2 separate regions of the Arachis hypogaea genome follow, and region 2 is linked to region 1. Evidence: chromatin contacts called from public Hi-C data. All regions are on one chromosome and are shown on one strand. Each heading gives the region's core, a stretch centred on a gene start, on an enhancer-like site or on the middle of the called end of the contact. The rest is flanking DNA. Distances are from core to core; before and after follow the strand shown. Region 1 has its middle 7.2 kb from the start of LOC140179078. Region 2 holds the start of LOC112748458 (protein NONRESPONDING TO OXYLIPINS 2, mitochondrial).

What was found. A called contact is a pair of places that touch in the nucleus more often than the background predicts.
Region 2: a contact with region 1 is called in a Hi-C map of an unstated tissue, with 8 times the contacts expected there. The contact joins the promoter of LOC112748458 here to the enhancer-like site in region 1. A contact is called at or near these places in 4 of 8 Hi-C or Micro-C datasets (leaf and an unstated tissue).

What each region holds. Positions count from the first base shown.
Region 1 is chr15:7,476,934-7,483,354 of arahy.Tifrunner.gnm2.J5K5, forward strand. No RefSeq gene overlaps it. Among protein-coding and RNA genes, the nearest start is that of LOC140179078, 7.2 kb to the left of the region's middle. Within about 2 kb of position 4,663, at least 3 of the 3 cell types and tissues checked have open chromatin away from gene starts, as enhancers often do.
Region 2 is chr15:7,542,660-7,550,043 of arahy.Tifrunner.gnm2.J5K5, forward strand. LOC112748458 (protein NONRESPONDING TO OXYLIPINS 2, mitochondrial) reads right to left here and starts at 5,897. Exons shown (of 3, transcript XM_025796690.3): 1 at 5,427-5,897; 2 at 5,201-5,319; 3 at 4,777-5,102. The coding sequence starts at 5,563. The coding sequence ends at 5,095. It overlaps LOC112748457 (WD40 repeat-containing protein HOS15), which reads right to left. Exons shown (of 14, transcript XM_025796689.3): 12 at 7,372-7,384; 13 at 6,947-7,021; 14 at 6,202-6,752. The coding sequence ends at 6,533.

The DNA of each region.
Region 1 (6,421 bases), core at 3,413-5,912:
TCAACCAAAGTGAAAAAAATTGAAGAAGAAAAAGTTCCCGCCTTTGGAAGATAGCCCGATGAAAATGAATAATAAACAGGTAGTCAATAAATGCAAGTCATTGGATGAGATCAGTCAACAAACAAGTAGTGTGAAGTCTAAATATAGCAGTGATAATTACTCAGTTTAATTACCCCTGACATAAGTATGACTAAAAGAAGATATAGTATCATTAAATGAAATTCACAGTAAATGTTGAAGCAAGGATGGAAATTGAAGTTCATTTACTCCATGTAGGAAAATGTCTTGTCACCAGAGATTCACAGGGTTGAACAGGATGAATGAGAAAGAATGGAACACAGCTAAAGTAATTAATTGCATTGAATCAGCAAGAATAATGAAATGGAGGTAAGATTAGATGAATGGGCAAGTCGGGGGGATATATGATACATGGAGAGATACATGGGAACCAAGCAAAAAAGATACTGGGACGTCATCGTCAAAAATGAACGCTGCGACAGATTTCAAAAGCATATATGTATATGTAAATGTATATGCAATGTAAATGCTGGCCTATCAGATAGGCATGGCAGTAAATAACAAAAGAATAAATTTGGCAGACAAAAATTAGTGGGAGCACAAGAATAAACTTGGTAGACAAAAATTACTGGGAGGACGATTAAAGGCGTTGGTTGATTGTATCTAATCGGTTGTTTACCAGTTTCATGATCATCACTAAACGTGAATAGCAAAAGTTAGGTAGCCAATGTTAGATTAGCGGGGGACAGCAGCAGATAAGAAGGCATGGCTTGATAAGATTTAATAGCGTGTTTACCAATGTAAAGATCATCAGTAATTCGTAATAGGTAAAGTTATTCACCCTAAATCAGATTAGCAGGGATTATCAACAGCGCACCTTAAAATGTATTCTGGATATAATTACTGTTAACAACGTAACAGACGAAATAGTGAGGATGAATAATATTTGATGGTATTATAACTATTACCATTATAACCAAAAAGAACAATTGACTAATTACCTGCGCAGTGAGGAGGCCATAGTCAAGGAAAGCAGCCAACAAACCGTATATCCTCGAAGTTCCTGAACTAAGCATTGCCGCACAAAAGCCGAAGCTGCAGTGCACAAGAGGTAGCTCAAAAGTGGAGGGTGTTAACAGTTGAGGTCAAAGAAATTATTCAGATTCAACTAATGGGATCCTCCTGCAATAGTTGAAACAAAAGAATTTTACATGCACGAAGTTGGAGTTTTTATTAGTGAAAACATTGTGAAAAAGAAATCATAAAGTAAATAACCAGTAGAATAGATGAATCAGGAATTACCCAGGTAACACGAAAATGAATGTGTGCTGGGCATGCCGAGGAGTAAGATCGGCCAAAAGAAGGATCGGCGGAGCAATCACAGACACGACTTGCTGTGCCGACCTGAGTGAGGTGAGCGACGGCTGATTCAAGGGTTTGGAGTGGAAACGAAATGAAGCGTGGCTGCAGGAGGATAAGGTCACAACATCAGTGTGGGTCATTGCTCACCCAACCCACAGTTACAAAGGGAACAGATTGGGCCCATGTCATTAGAAAAGGCCGGTAAGGCTTGAAAATATCATGATACATCAATTAATGTCTTTGTATTGAAATGGCCGGAACAAAACGGCAGCCCAAAGCAATTAAGACCGGCTGTGAGTAAAATATGTTAAGTTGCAAAGATTGGAAAAAAGTAACCGGAACACAAGCTGCCGGGCCAACCAGCCATTATCACAACCACGAAATCCAGTTCCGGCATCACTAATAAACATAACACAACACATTACATAATAACCAGGAAATATGCAGCGGGAATTATAAATTATAAAATATAAATAAAACATGAAACATTCATAGGTCAAGAGACATGGAGATAATGATCTGAATCAAAGGGAACTAATCACCCCCGGGGACAGGATGCAATCAACTCGGGGACCAAAATAAAAGATTACAATTGGCAAACTGCTAACTTGTTCAGAAAGTGCGTACATAAATCTTAAGAAATCAAAGCGCAAAACAGCGCAGAAACAACAATACGTTATTCAGCAATATTCAGACTTCTAGAGAAAATCCCATGCAACCCTTGATGCAAACAACTCCAGCCCATCTCACGCTTCCAATGAACTTCACAACTCCGTCAGCCAGACCAATGGATCGAAACTTGGCCTTGGATACAACAGCATCAAGCGACGACTCAACACCCTCAAAATCACGGACACAATGGCTGATCCCAAGAAGCTCGCGACCTATCTTCATACAGGGTGTTTCCGTCAGGTTAGTGACGCCAATAAAGAGATGTCGACCCCACGCCATTGCGCCACCGGGTCTAAGGTTGATGGTCATCACATGAACTCCGAACCTTAAAGCGGACCGCTCATAGGTAACGAAATTCACATAATCATCGTGGCCAATCAACGTCGGATAGTCCACACATGCCCCTGCACCTATTTCTATCTCATCCAACGCAGAATCCATGGTTGCGTATCGAACCACGGAGACCGGCTTCTTGGTAAATCTACCTTCACTATTGACCCAAAAAAACACAATTGCTGGTCACGGCATACCCACTGCTCAGTCTATCAATCATTTGCAGGGTCCGCGCCGCGGGGCTCCACTGCCTTGCACTTGAAAGATACATCTGCACGTCGTATCCAGGAGTTGCCAGGTTACGTTTTGTGAGACTAAGAATCTTATAATCATCACAACCCACCATGCTAAGAAAGGCGTAAGCAGACCACTCCTCACGGTGGTTGAAGTGGTAACCCTCAAACCCGGGATCAGCAATAACAGACCTCCAGAAACCGAACGGGTCCCAAGTGATCAATGAACTCGAACGACCATCTATTGAGTATCTTGCACATACCTTGCCGGTATCTGTTCCCACCAGGAAAAATCACGTCCAGTCAAGAGGAGCAGCGACCAGAACGGCGACACGGGTTCCAAAGACGAACATAGAAAGCCTCCCACAGTCAACATCTTTGAGGGGGTTGTCCAAGTGAAGAACAATTGCCTGCCCCCCCTCCGATTTTAAATGAGTCACCATATTATCTGCCCGGTTCAATCTTTTGTACCAATCACACGACATACACCTCCCCCTACCTATGGTTTTTCCATCAAAACAAAGGAAAATCTTCAAAATCAGGTCGGTTGGCAGGGCAGAGATGTTCAAATTGACTTCATCCCCGCAATGTCCACCACGGAAGCCATGAGCAGCTTCTTCGACTGTTGCTCGGGACATTCCAAAACGATGCTGAGATTCTTTACTAGCCACGAAAGAGGAAATGCTCTGTAAACGGTAGAATGATTTCTTTAGTTGGTGTGAGTTCCTACACCGTTAGTGTGGCTCTCCTTAAATGCATAAATAATAGATAACAGATAAATGGATAAATAATAAATAAATACATAGATAATAGCCATGTAATAGAAATGTAATTTTATAATTATATTATATATATTATACAAATAGATAACAGATATACAGATACATATACTTTAATATATTAATACTTTAATAGATTAGTGGATTAGTGGATATACATTAATAGATAAATTTTACTGTGCTTAATAGTTGATTATTGATTACTTTGGTTAGAAATAAGCTGTATAATTTCTTCTGCTCTTACTAATGGATACCCTAAGAGTGAGGAGAATATGAACAAAAACTAAGAAATGGTATGACGTCGGAATTAAATGACAGCAGAAAAAAAAGTGGCATTTAACAGTCAAAAGGATTAACTGATTGGGTGGATTAAAGCAAAGCAAGACCGGCCAAACACAAGCGTTGAATAAGAGAATTCACACACCTAATATTAGTGCGGGTTGTGACACTTGGCCTCTTGAAACTGGAAATTTGGATATTAACTTAGGATCTCAATTATTCTTAAAAACGTATTCATATATTTAATTTATGATTTTAACAACTCCTAGACAAAAGAACGAATAATTTCCTATTAGTAAAAGTTACAAGAGTGATTATTAAGCCATTATTTCTATTATTAAATACTTAATACTCCTCCAAAATTTTAGTACTTCTCAACTCATAATTTATAAATTTGCATTAAACTTTTATTAACTTTAACTCTTAATTAACTTTTTTTTTGGGTCATTACATTACTCACACACCCATACACCTAAATTTTGAGATTTTTTAAACTTCATCCCAGTCTCAGTTAAGATTTAAACTTGGTGCAGCTTGATTAAGAGGCAATTTCATTGCCACTTGGCCTCAGCCTTTGCTGCAACTTTTTATTAACTTTAGCTTTAACTCTTATCTTTACTCAAAGACGTTAGACGGTCTCCTCACACCAGAAAAGACGTTAGACCCAACACTTTAAGGATGTGGACCTCACATCCAGGCCGTAATACCCAAAACACCACTCTTTGTTTTTTTTGTTGTCTTGATCCACTCTTGGCTTAGCGAGAAATTGCCTGTGTGGCCGTGTATATGAATTTTTTTTACTTTTCCCTTCCACTGTTACAGTGACAATTCTTTCGAATACTCCATTTTTTTTTTTTGGGTATTGAGAAGCCTCCGCTTAATGGCAAACGATCAGGCAATTAGTCACTAGATACATTTCATGCCTGGTGAGCCTGGATGTCTATATTTTTGGTGAAGAGTAAATTAACGAACAGATGGGCCATGCACCAATAAATTTTTTTATTTAAAAAACACGGACGGGCCATGCCCAAAGGCTAACTGCCAATATTGCATGTGTACAACTTTATTGGTTAATTGGACTGTTGGACAAGTTTTATAAGAAAACTGGTATTCTCAATATTATTGATTTTGGATATTAAACTAGCCTGACCCAAAAAAAAAAAAATAAGGACATCAAAGTGGTGTTCTGAATTTCTGATTATATCAAAATCTTGCCCGTAATAAAAAAAAAAATCTCTTACTCAGTTTCGGCTTTAGGTGCCTTGTGGTCCTTTTAAGTTTTGAGTTGTTATTTTGCGATCTGGTAGTAATCTTCTCATTTTTATATGGATACAGTGCATATGATGATTTTAATTTAAAATGTCACTATACCAAAAATTCGTAAATCCAATCCAAATAATATCTTTGTTACTATTTGGACTTAATCAATTTAATCTAAGCTTTGAATTAAAGTTGATCTGATAGAATTTCTGAAAATTTGAATTGAATTAGTTAATAATAATAATAATAATAATAATAATAATAATAATAATAATAATAATAATAATAATAGTAGCAGTAGTATCCGCTAAGGATATTCCCTTGCAAGTATAGAAAAATCTATCTGAATATCCAAATTCATGACGGAGATGAATAATACTAATTATTTTAAGAGTTAAAATTTTGTGATTTAAATTTGATCGGGGTTACTTTCATATCTTTATGAGTTATTTAAAAAAACTCAAATTTATTGTACTCTATAGTCTATACTTTTCCACCTGTACTATTACTATTGCATTTGGACGTCATTTATACTTCTAAAAAACAAAAAGCTATTTTTCAAGATATTTTAATATTAGAGACCTATATATATATATATATATATATATATATATATATATATATATATATATATATATATTATGATATTCATTTATCATCAATTTTTTATTAGGCATTATTATGTTATTGTTGGAACTCAATAGAAGTTCAAACAAAAATTTGTCTAATAACAGAAGTACTAAAAATAATTTTTTCATAATTTGTGCGATTAAATAAGCAATATCAAAGATATTTCAAGCAGTAAATATAATGACAGATATTAAATAATCAGATATCAAAATTTTAATATGAAAAAATCTTTAAAAGAGGGACAAAAAACCCACGAAACCTAATCTAGTAAAATCTTCCACTATCAAAATAATGGGTACACAATCAGTTTTTCTAGTGACACTAGGACATTTCAACAATCAACAAAATACATCATCAAAACTGATGGAATCAACATAAATCCTCCACAGAGTGGGTATCTCAAATCAGATAAAAGAGAATGCAATACAACTAGCAAGTTATATCCTAATGTTTATCTCTACACCAGGAATAACATACTAAAATTTTATAAGAAATGGAGCAAGTTTACCAGTTTAATCGGATCAAAAATGACTTGTCCTTTTCCCCCAAATTTTTCTTTTTCTCTCGTCGAAGCCTCTGCTTCGTTCTTCTTTCTTTCAAAAGTGAAAGTCTCAAAAACTCTCTCTCCCTTCGTGGCTTAAAAGGCACTTTCCTTTTTTTTAGAAAAAAAGTTGTGTGGACCCCGTGAGGTTGAGGACCCACCAACAAATCTCCTCCTCACCAACTCAAGTGTGGATAGGCTGCTCTATCAAGCCCGCCTTCTCTTTGCAGGAATCAAACTTTACTGCAGGTAAACTCTTAGTCATCATATCTAAACCATTATCATAAGTATGGATCTTCTCAAGTGCATGTGAC
Region 2 (7,384 bases), core at 4,647-7,146, 67 kb after region 1:
ACTCTTTTTTTCCTGGACTCTAACCTGATGAGAATCGAAAGATCTAAATAACGATTCAAATTAAAAAAAAAAAGTATTCTAATAATATAATACAGTAGATTATTAGAGAAATTTAATACGAACAAATTAAAAGTTCAGCCATATATTCTAACTCAAAAAATAAATAGATGTCGCCATAAGATTGTCAAGTCTCAATAAAAAATAGATATTATTCAAAGGTAGAAATTAATTCACTGTAATTCGAATTAGAAAAATTCCATTCAACATAAATTTATGGGGTGAAATTATTTTAAAATTAGAAAAAAAATTGAGACAATACTACAAAATAAAAAATCTTATTAAAAAGATAAATTTAGAGTCAAATAATTTAAATCTAGTGATTAGAATATAACTTTCTTTCATCCAAAGTTTAGAAATCAAACTCAAAAAAAATAAAATTTGGCAACTAAATGGTAAGAATGGTAAAGTGGTTACTTCTAATGTTAGAATTGCTTCTGTGGCATATTTTAAAGATATCTTCTACTCTTCTTAGCTATGAGAATTATGAACCTTTGTTTATTGACTTTGAACCTAAAGTTACAGTTTTTATGAACCGTAGATCTCAAAAATCAGTGACTATGGAGGAAGTAAAACGAGCTATATTTAGTATTTATCCTCAAAGTATTCTAGGAGATATGACATGACAACAATTTTTTTTTTCAAAACTTCTGGAACATTATTAGTGGTGATGTATTTCAAATAGTTAAGAGTTTTTCTTAGAGGACAAAATTTTAAGGGGTTTTAACCACCCTCAGAAATCAAATCTACCTTATTCCCAAATTCCTTAGTTAAATATATGACTAAAGTAAGACAAATAAATATGTCTTCAGTCTTTTACAAGATTATTTCTAAAGTCTTTGTGCATAGACTTTAAGGTATAATGAATAAATTAATTAGTTCTACTCAAAGTACTTTTTATTAAAGATAGATTAATTTCTAACAATATCTTAATTGCTCATGAGTGCATGCATTATTTGAAGAACAAAAAATGAGAATTTGAAACTAAAATAGCACTAAAGTTGGATACGAGTAAGGCGTATAATAGGGTGAAATGCTACTTTTTTTTGTTTATATTGGAGAAGTTTGATTTTGACTCCTGGTAGATGTGAATTCGGGAATTAGTAACAAGTGTTTCTTATTCTGTCATTGTGGAAGGACAATTCTATGATTTTTTCAAACCAAATAGAAGTATCCGCCAAGGAGATCCTCTATCTCCCTATTTTTTTTTTTTTCATTTTCTATGTAGAAAGTTTATCCTTCTTGCTATACAAGATAGAACAAAACAGACTAATTCAAGATATTCAAGTTCACAGACGATGACCCAAAATCAATACCTCCCATTTGCTGATGATTCTATCAATTTTTGTAAAGCTAATCCTGAGACATGTTCAAATATTTTGAATTTGTTAAATTCTTATGAAAGCATCAATCGACAGGGGGTTAATCTTAATAAATCTATTGTATTCTTTAGTCACAACACTCACTATACTATTTGTAAACATTTTGCTAATGCTTTGAATATTGATTATATTGGGATTCAAGATAGATACCTTGCTTTACCTTTTATAATCTATAAATTTAAAATGACTACTTTTAACATTATCAAAGAGAAGGTTTGGAAGTGAATCAAAGGGTGAAAACATAATGTTCTATCTTCAGGTGGAAGACACGTATTGCTTAAAGCAGTGGATAAAACTATTTCTATCTATACATTGTCTTGCTTTAAGCTATTGATGATTTAATTTAAAAAATCACTCTTTATTCTCACAGTACTAATGGGGCAAAAAAGGTTTTGAAAGGCGTATGCCTTGGATTACCTGAGATATTATGATTCGGCCAAAGAAAGAATGGGGCCTTGATTTAAAGACCTTAGAGTTCATAATTTGACACTATTAGACAAAGAGTTTTGGAAACTTGTAACATACTCTACTTCTCTATTATTCAAAATTCTAAGGAATAAGTACTTTAGAAATAGTAATATTTTAACTGCAGAAACTAGAGTCTTATCTTATTAACTGAGTTGTGGATACTGAAGAATACATCTGAATCTTTGAGGCCCTCTGTATCCTTTAGTGGTTCCTGAAATGCCAAACAGACAGTTTATTTCCAATCTTGTTCTACGAGTTAAAGATTTAATTACCGAAAATAGGAATTGAAATTAGCCTCATTCGAAAATTATTTTTCCAAGACCTTGCGGACAAAATTCTTTCCATTAAAATTCATGTAATATTGACAAATTGCAATGGAATTTAAATAAATTCAAACATTATGATATTGCTTTAGGTTATATAATTAGTTACCAATGGAAGTTGAACATGCCTCACAAAATTAAGTTCTTTATATGAAAAGCTCTCTATGTCCACTTTTCAGTTCTTGCCTAGTTTCATTGCCGCTTTCCATGTACATCGCTAATATGTTCCTGCTGTCAAAAAGCAATGAAAATGATCACCTATTGTTTGTTCCACTATTCTACAATTAAAGAAGTATGGTCTCAAGGTTACCTTTGAGATATGCTTCTCTCAGACTTTTGTCGACTTCTGATCATAGTGGATTGTAGCAATGGAGATGACTAACCCATGTTGAAGGATATTGATCAGAACCCTCAATTGCTTGGCATTATTTGTTGGCACTCTTGAAAGGCTCACAATCAGTTAATTTTTGAAGGCTTTATTTCGATGTCGTCTGCCATCCTTACATTCTCTATCAAATTATTTTGAGAGATTCAGAAAACACCCATCTTATCTCACCGAGTCCTTAAAAAAAACTTAGTTTCATTCAATTCAACTTATTATTTTTTCTTGTTTTAGATTCTTTTTAGTTTGTTCATACACCGTTAGATTCTTCTAAATTCTTTTTGAACATCTTTATATTTTATTTTTTAAAATTAGTAAAATATAACCTACTATCTTAAAAAATAAAAAATAAAAACCTTTTTATTAGTATTTTCATTGCGACATTATCACTTTATCAGGTACCTGAACCCGAGGCTATTTTCTGGAAATTTTAGTATGTCAATTGTCAGAAGGAATTTTGGAAATGTAGGAACAAATAAAACCAGGAACAGAGCTTATCTAAATCTACAGTGATAGACAAGAAAACATGAAAATTTAGTATCCATATCCTCAGATATCATGACGAAATCATATATGAAGAAATAAATGGCAACCAAGAAAAACATTAAAAAAAGGGGGTAACGTTAGACCCCACTAATAATTTGAGTCGTGTATACTTTCTGTACGGGTTTTCCAATTCATATGTATGTATTCGGAATAAAACAATATATTAATTGTGAGTATAAAGTCTAAAGAAATTGTTTTGGTAAGGCCAGCAGCCACCCTTTAGACCTCTTTGTCAAACATTGAAGTCTGACTATCACTTGAGCATCACATGGGTGATTGCTAGTGAGATAGAGGGCACATTTTCAGTAAACAAAGCATTCATAACTGGCAATCTTTTCAAATGATGCAAAGAATTTAAGGATCTTGATAGACCATCAGGCATAAGCCATACATTTTGTAAAAAACTGAAGTGATCGATGGGACTTGGGAGTGTGTTTACAAATTTTTGTGACTCCAAAACTATTGCTTGTATTAGTAACATCCCATTAGTTATGGTAAACAGCAATTAAATAGATATTATTAAAACACTATATATTTTTTTTAGAAAAAAGAATGAATGGAAGTGATCGTACATTACAAACTTTAGATAAAGTCAAATTACAATTTCTAAACTTCTTTAAATTCCTATTTAGGTGAAGATGCCAAAACCTTCTTAACTTTCTAAAGACTGGTAAACAAAGAATAAAAATCTTATAATTAAGTTTATTTTTATTGTTTAAAAGACCCAAATAGTTTCAACTTACAATATCCCCCAGGGTAAATATATGTAAAAAAATGTATTCGATTACCTATTCTTCTAAATATAACGGGAGTTAAAATTTTTTTAATATAAATATTTTTATTTTTAAAATACTTCTCATTATATATTTTTATGAAAAAATATTTTGAAATTTATAAGATCTAAACTCAAATCCTTTCAGTTAATGAATAAAACGATGAATTAAGAGACATTAATAATGCCTATTAATAGATTAGTTCCTACAATGCTTCTAGAAGAAGTTACAGTTCCCTGCAACGGGTTAATGGAGCAATTGGTGACACCGAAGCGTTATTAAGGCGCCAAATTATTACCGAGGTTCACAACTTACAAATGATCTATGATATGCAGAATACATTACAACAATTGGAATCCTAAATTGGGTGAGCTTTGATAGAAATCCCAAAGCCCTGCAACAATACCCAGTTCTTACATCAGACTTCACATAAAACCTGTACACTCTAGCTAATACTATTGAATCCCAATCTTAAATAGGGATCGCCATAAAGCCTTTTAAGTTGAAGAACCAAGCAAAGTAAGCGAAGGTATGTAATTTTGGTATATTCTTAGGAGTTCTTTCCTTTGATTTACTCCTTTGCTAAGAGAAACTAGTGCACCCTTGTCTAAGTGTCAGAATAAGCCTAGTGTGCTACACTAGAAAGCAGCAATGAAGAACCATTATCAACTTCGATATAAGGTAAGATCATAAGTGCCTTAATCACCAAATCATTTTAAATAAGTGTGGAACTACTCAAAATCAACAGAAACCAATGTGCATTAAACATTATAAATGGAAATCACTTCCTAGCATATTCAAGCAAGACCATAACTAGAATTTGTTACAGAAATAAGGACAAGATATACTAGAAGATTAGCTTACTTGAATTATTTTGCTCAAACAATATACCACCAAGCTAGCAACTAACTACAAATCCACTTAATTTCAATACGTTTTGAGTTCTGGACCACGAAAATATCATCTAATGAAAAATCTAATACATAGCAAAAAAACAAAGTATATGGTAGAATCCATCAAGGTCACAACTCAAACAGTTTTCTGAAAGAGAAATGAATAAATGAAAAAGAAGATTCCTGCTTCACACAGCATCAGCCATCACCACCTATATACTTGGAGAAATTCATGTGATGCACAATTGGTGCCGAATCCATATGGTCCATTCAAGTACCTATCGCAAAACGCATGAGCAAAAAAACATGAACACTTTCTGCAAGAGCTGAATCACGAGATATATGGCGATATAAGAGTGAAGTGAGTAATAAGTACCCTGAGACAATTCACAGCAAGCGCGCGATTCGACGGAGATGTGGGAAGTGAAGCGAGCGGCGGCGTTGACGCTGTGCAGCGGCATAAGCGACTGCGTACATCCAAGTGCTCCGACATTCCTTCAAAATCAACATTTGAATAGAATTAAGAAAAATAAAATAAAATTGAATAATTGACGAAAAAAAAAATGAAAAGAAAGAAAAAGAAATAGGAAATGATAGCATACCTAGGGAGGGTGAAGAGGGGGCGGCGAAGAGAAGGAGAAGAAGAAGGGCGATGGATGCGAGGGACAGAAGAACGGCTTGGTATGGTTCTGATGGCGGAGATCAACGACCTCGACAGCGATCCGCAGCGCCATGCCATGGCTTTGCTATGTGGAACTGGAAGGAACTCCAACTAGGTACCTATATAGGGGTTTTGGCACTGAATGCCGAAGGAGCTAAACCCTACTCTGGTTTACAGACTTGGGTCAGTTCTAGCCCATATTTGAATGGACTACATAGCATACTAGCCCACACCAAGATCAATAATTATTCTGGAAGAGAACAACATTTTTTTCATCTACTCAAATTGTTCCCTTTTTTTTTTTTTATCAAAGATATATTTTTTTTTTTTTACCAAAGATAGGAGATTCGAACCCGCAACCTCTTAATTGAGTATGAGAAGACTATGCCATTTGAGCTATAACTCATTGGCCTCAAGTTGTCTCCTTTGTTTTGTGAAACTTGTGTTTCTTTTATATCATATTAATTAATTATTAATACATCATAATTCTCATAACTAATGAATGAATGGATAACACTTAACAGGATAAGTATGTTTTGTCAACATTAATATTTAAACTGAGGGAGAAAAAAAATCAATGGGAGATGATTTAAAAATTTTAAACGGAAAAAACAATAAATGATTTAAGTTTTTCTCTTTTCTTCTGGTCACAAACCAATAGTACTTTCAAACGGATAAATAGCAAGGACCAATAAATGGGATATAAGATAGCAGTGTTTACGCAGAGGGGGGAATGTAGGGGGATGCTGGTAGCATTATATTTTCAACAAATATACAGGCGAGTGCCATGATTATACAGAGGAGGTTGTCTAACGAAACCTATACAAAGTATTCAAGAATGTACCCCTACGACTACGAGTTACTTCTTAATCTAACAAAGACTTGGCATCAAATTACAACAGGATCCCAGAACATGAGTTATTACTAAACTATGGTTAACACGGGAAACCAAGCCCTTTCAAATTACACTTCCAAGTCCCCATCTAAAGATGGGGAAAACAAAGAATTTGATCAATTAGCCAAAGCCAACTTGTGTTGCTGAGATTCTTACATTCTGAAATCCAACACACAGACAGTATTACTTGCAAAACATGCAGCGATCTTGTCACCCTCCTTATTCCAGCACACCTCAAAAATGCCTCCATTCCCATTGTATGTCTTAACGATCTTGCCGTCCTTCAAAGACCATATGTGCATAGACTTGTCAGGAGAGCCGCTGGCCAGATACTCGCCATTGGGACTGAATGCAACGGAATATACACGATCCCTGTAGATCCATAGAAACAAGTTGAAATCATGGGTTAGAACTTTTGTAGAAGCAACCTACCTACCTCCTTTCCTAGGACCGAAGTATTTTCTAAGGGGGGGAAAAATCCCAAGTGTATATTATAAAATTAAAACCAATGTTTGAAACGGGCTTGACATAACCCAAATATATTAAGCAAAGAAAAAGGCTTTTACCTGTGTCCGTTCAAGCTATAGACAAGTTTCCCAAGTTCTACATCCCATAGCTTTACAGTTGTGTCAAATGACGCACTGCACAAAAAGGATGACTACATAGTTTTAAAATGAACCCAGCTTAAGTGAAATGCATTTTAACTCTAGAAAGATAAAACATTCACTGACTAACAGTAGAGTGCGATATGAAAGGAATTAAATCAATTTGAATCAGTAGCATGCAAAAATGTACACATCATTCACAGTTAGCACTTAGCAGTGTACAGGTACAAGGCATTCGGAGCAACCACAACTTCAAACAAACACACGCAGAGGTCACTAAGACTAAGGAAACACACAGTAAACAAATTCTAATTCCAGGAAATCAATAAGAAAGGCTTGCAAATAAATCAAAAGCAAAAAAACTTAATTTTAGCAAGAACACATACCTTGCCAACAACA